2 separate regions of the Gasterosteus aculeatus genome follow, and region 1 is linked to region 2. A link is a contact called in public Hi-C data. All regions are on one chromosome and are shown on one strand. The core of a region is the stretch at or near the end of the contact, and the rest is flanking DNA. Distances in the headings are between cores, read along the strand shown. Region 1 holds the start of hmx3a (H6 family homeobox 3a). Region 2 has its middle 40 kb from the start of hmx2.

Region 1 (2,700 bases), core at 161-2,660, 48 kb before region 2:
TGTTAATTAAACCACGGCCATACCGGTGCTTGTAAGAACCCTACAGATATGTGGGGGGGGGGGGGGGGGGGGACGGGACATTGTGGCATCCATTGCAACCTTTACCTTTCAACTGACACCCTCTATTATGGCTGCATATCACATAATGAATGTCTTTAGGGAACTGAACTGAACTGATGATGATGATGATGATTCAATACTGAAATGACTACATCTCCCTTGGCTCACGCATGCTCTAGAGGACAAATATATTAGTCAGATGGCACACAAACTTTTTAGTCCATTTGGAGGACAATGCATGAACTTGCATGAATTTCTTGTAGTCCTACATGCCAACCTGCAACCCTATAACTAAATCTACAGTATATACCTTGACACTTAGTAGTTAACCTTATGGGGACCAGATTTAAGATGAGTCCCCATCATGTGACAGTGTGATGAATACTTTCGTCCTCACAAAGTGGTAAATGTAAGCACCTAACACACAGTCTTTACGCTTGCATTTCCTCCCCTGGACCGACAGAGGGCGCTGTCTCCCAGTCTTTCCGCAACACCAGCTTCCGACCAACGGACTACTTTTTTAACAAGTCAATTAATATCAATGAGTGAATATACATAGCACACTTACAAAGAGTGCAATCTGAGGGATAAATTAAGCGAATCGATTAGGGGGGAATAAATGACTGTGCGACCAGCAGACATTGTGGAAGTGGCCCTCGCTGAAAATCAATGAATTAGAAATATGAATCTAATCGCCCATTGGTGACACGTGGAGGAGCTGGTGCCTGATCTCAGGCCTCTTTCATACCGTGTTAGAAGTATTCTGACGTTGGGGTTATTCGACTATACATACAACTTTATCTGCAATGTTGTTTTGGACATGCGGATGGAGGATGGATGTTACAACGCTTACCTGTTCGTCTCACAATTTCAGTTTAATTCCCATACGGGATGAATACTATTATTATTATTATTTAATTTATTTAAATAACAGCTACTTAGGTTTTGATGAACATAAAAAAATATATATCTTAATTATATTGATACATATCTGAATTTAAAAAATCTGAAAGACACCTGCAGCCTGGTTTAAAGTGGTTTATTAATGAAACCCGTATCAATAAATATAAAAACACTGGACTACAAATATAACCTTGTTCAGTCGATCAGTGTCTGACTGGATGAGGCGCTTCTCCCAAACCTTCCTTTTTGGCGCTAACAGCCTTGTGTTGATTTGCTGCCTAATTGGACTGAATGAGACCAATATCAGGCGAGTGCTTACAGCCTGCAGCCAGAGCGCACAGAGGGAGGACGGTCTCTCCCTCCCTCCCTCCCTCCCTCCCTCTCTCTCTGCCTCTCTCTCTCTCCTTCTCTCTCTCTCTCCTCCACCGTCTCTCCCTTAATCCCATTTGCCATTGTACATGCCCAATCGCCTATACTTTCCGCATTTAACTTGGATGACACTTTTATTTCATCATTAGCAACAGCCTGACTGACACGGTGGACACAGTTTGCGTTTTGACGAAAGAGCCCGGAATGACACATCTTCATGCTTATGCATCTTTCATTTACTTTTTTTTTTTTTTTTTTTTGTTAGCGCTCAAACCTTTTATTTGATTACTTCTTCAGTCTAGAAGGACGCGTGTTTTGACGCGCTCTGCGGGTGTTAAATCAACGAGAAGAGTAAAAGAGGAACTGGGAAGCCAGTACACCGACTGCGTGTAAGTGAGCCTTGCCTTTTCTTTTTTCTTCTCTCTTTTAATTCCTGCTTCCGTGGTCCTTCTGCGTTCAGACCGCAAACACAGCGATGCCAGAGACAACGCAAGAGACGTGCGCTTCGGCCAAGGACTCTCCTTTCTTCATCAAGAACCTGCTGAACTGCGATAGCAAACCGTCCAAACCGAAGCCCGTTCTGGCCGCAACCAAGGCGGCTTTGGAGGGAGGATTTTCATTTTCCCAGGTGGGGGAATTCAGCTTTCCGCGCTTCGACCTGCCCGCGCAGAGATTCAGTCTACCGGCTCACTACCTGGAGCGCACCTCGGCGTGGTGGTACCCCTACGCCCTGAGCTCATCCTCCCACCTCCACAGAACCGAAGGTAAGACCGACAGACAGAACAAAACGAGACTGTTTATCATATTAAACGCACGCGCGGATTGTCCAACTTACTCTTCTGTATCGCACTCTTGATCAGTTATTTTTCCTAAATAAAAATCAATGTGAATTTCCGCACAACGACCCGTGTGCGTTTTGTGACACGTCATGTTGAGTCAGATACCAGACGCTGCACTCGGACCGTCCTCGTTAAATGGTGCGTTTTGGGTGATGGGACATAGGGGATGCCGTGTGTTCCGTCGTTACAGCACCGCAGTGGAAAAAAAACAATTTGACGACGTGTCCTCGATGGGGGGGGGGGCTATTTTTTTAGTAATAGATCTAAAAAAAAAAAAAAAAAAAACACGGACACGCTGTGCATAAAATGAAGCAGACGTCTTCAAATCACCGGGTGAGGGTGACGATGCGCGGCGTGCTTTTGATTTGTCTGTTGGCGCCCACTGGGAACGTCTCACCCCACAGGCTCGGTCACCCACTTGCGTGTTCACATGGCTGTTCCCGTGATTTATTCAGGGTGGATTTAAAACGCGTGTGTCATGTAAAGAATAAATGGGCTTTTTTTTAAACGCGTTTAATTAGGACATCAA
Region 2 (2,700 bases), core at 162-2,661:
TTTTAATTTAAGTTTAGATTTTTGGAAAGCAAAAGAAATATGGTGTCAATACAAAGGATGACACTAGATAAATGGGAAGAGATGGTAAGAAATGTGCCAAAATGGATAATAAAACTGCAGAAGACAAAAAAGAGATGAGTGAGGAGTTAAAACCTGAAGCCTCAAAGTCAAATTGATCGGCTTGAGGGTGCCACGTTTAATTGTTAGCCGACGGACAGACATGACATCTTAGCTCCGCTGCTTTCTCCCCGGCCACATTAGCCGACCGCACCGCTTCATGTTCACAGGGTGGAGGCAGACTGTCTGGAGGAGGAGCAACCCTCGCCGTCCCTCCATCCGCCTTCCTGACTCATCACTGCTGACTCTCAGGCCGCAGCGGGAAAGGTCACAGAGGACCGGAACCATCGGGCGGAATTGGCATTTCCCTCGGTTTATGTGGCAGATTGTCAAATTTATGTATGAAGATGTGAAACCTTTTTTATAGCGAATTTAAACAGCAACAGGAGTCTTGTGCTCCAACTGCCCGGTCCTGAAACTCCCACCACTCGCCTCACCCACTTTGCCAGGAAAAGGTCGTTATAAACCAACGCGCTCGTTAGAGCCAATTGAGCCATGATTCATCCGTGGAGATGAAGGAGCGGCGGCGCGGCATTAATGTGATAAACTGTCTGTTTGGACTGCAACCGTACACAACAGCAGACAGGCGCATAAAACCACGCCATGATGGGACCTTTTAGTAAACAGTCAAAATTAGTGACATATTCATTAATATCTGCTGGGTTTAGTTATCAGTGAGACTACTGGCTACAAATAACTTTAATTTCATTTAAATGGAAAGTTGATAATCATTAATATTCATGAAGTCGATTTTTTTTTTTTTAACCGGACTAAGTGTAGGTGCTATATTTCACTGAAAAAGTATCTTTAAATATAGTTAATTAATTAATTTATATTAATTATGTTAATTAATATGAATTAACTGCAGCTAGCCTTTTTCTTCGTTATAAATTAACTGCACTATTAATCACTTTACGCTACACTAATACAGGGCTAGCTATCATCAACAGGGTTACATAACATTAGGGGGATTAGAAAAACTATTTATAAATTTTCATACATTTTTACAGTCCTCACAAAGCTCCATTGTGTTTGACATCACATCACTCTGCAGAACCTGTTTGGTCTGCTCAAGGCACCAACTGTAACAGCAGTCATTAAATCCTGCACGGAGACATCAAATGTGTAACCTTTCCAGATTGAAACATATCTTTGACACTTTCCTATCGGCCCATCAAAAGCTAAATATTTTCCCATAGTGGTTTTATCTTTCCTCTGAATATGTTGTCTAATCATACTTCCATACGCTGGGCAGCCGGCGGCAAAAGGCTCTCAACCTGTTCACAGACCTGTCGTGCCCTTCGTGTTGACAAGCCAAGAGGAGGCCCGAGGGGGTGACGGAACCCAAAAAAAACAAGAACCGTGTCTGAGCGTCTGTCTGTGTTTTCAAACCTACAAAGGGAGGAAAAAAAGATGGCTTGTCGCTATGATAGAGAAACCAATGAAGAACATTGTTGATCAGACAACTCTGCAGTTATGAAATCATCGCTTCAATAATGATTTTGAACCATGACAACACTGGCACAATCACCTTTTTGACATCCCCCCCACCCCCCTTCTCCTAGTAACCCAGCATGGCATGGAGCAAAGAACGACGTGTCGGGAGGGAGCCTGTGTCCATTTCTCAGCTGGTGAATATTTGGCACCTCCGAGAGGGGCCGAGACCAGAGCTCCTTCATGTCTCCGTCTGTTACTGGGCAAGCAAATCAAAGATGTGTCTCATTTCTGAGGCTGTAAAAGTGCGCCTGGGGATGGATCAGGTGTCTGTGATACACCCAATCCTCCCTCAGCTGCCTCTACTTACAGGCTACCAATCCATGTATCCTCCAAATGAACACTGCCAACAAGCAGTATAATTAAATGCTCTCTGGAATAAGGCGTATTATCTTTTCAAGTTATCTTAAGAATGGGAACACAGGTCATCACAAGTGGATCGTCTGCATCTGCTTGTTGGAAGATTCCCATCTTAACTGAATATCCCTCAACACCAATTTTTAAAGTTCTAAACCAATAACCCAGAATATTGTGACATCAAAATCGACTGAACCTGGAGAATTTCTGGGTTTACCAGCTATGACATTTTAAACTACAGTAACACAAACAGGGCATATCTGTTTAGCGTAGCTCTTTTAGTCCTTTTAGTGCATTGTAGCTATGGGCTTCTTCTTCTTATTCCATGAGAAATAAAAAAAGAAAAATCAATGTGGAGTCTTTCCTTTCAATATTTTGTTTCATGCGGTGTATTTGTTTCCTGAGTGGTCACGAATAAAGCCCATCTAATCGAAATATCAATTTATTATCTGAAAGTGCGTTAAAAAAGAAAAAAAAAACATTACACTTTTTACTGGAAATTTCACAGCCTCACATCCGCTGCGCCGTTGCTCCAATAAGAAACGCCTGAGATGAAATATGACTATGAAGTCGATGCACTTTCACTCATCAAAGTCCTTGTGGATTTCATTTCTGTGGCGGTATGTGAAGGAGCTGTTGGCTTGTCTCAAGTTGAGTAGACCCGTCCGCCGGCTGGATGCGAGGACGCTACCAGGCCACACCTCCGGACATTCATCCCTTCGTCTTTTTCAT

The links. A called contact is a pair of places that touch in the nucleus more often than the background predicts.
Region 1: a contact with region 2 is called in a Hi-C map of skeletal muscle, with 6 times the contacts expected there. The contact joins the promoter of hmx3a here to the enhancer-like site in region 2. A contact is called at or near these places in 3 of 6 Hi-C or Micro-C datasets (skeletal muscle and whole body).

What each region holds. Positions count from the first base shown.
Region 1 is chr6:14,644,846-14,647,545 of fGasAcu3.hap1.1, reverse strand. hmx3a (H6 family homeobox 3a) reads left to right here and starts at 1,410. Exons shown (of 3, transcript XM_078104686.1): 1 at 1,410-1,721; 2 at 1,793-2,096. The coding sequence starts at 1,808.
Region 2 is chr6:14,596,907-14,599,606 of fGasAcu3.hap1.1, reverse strand. No RefSeq gene overlaps it. Among protein-coding and RNA genes, the nearest start is that of hmx2, 40 kb to the left of the region's middle. Within about 2 kb of position 1,411, at least 2 of the 9 cell types and tissues checked have open chromatin away from gene starts, as enhancers often do.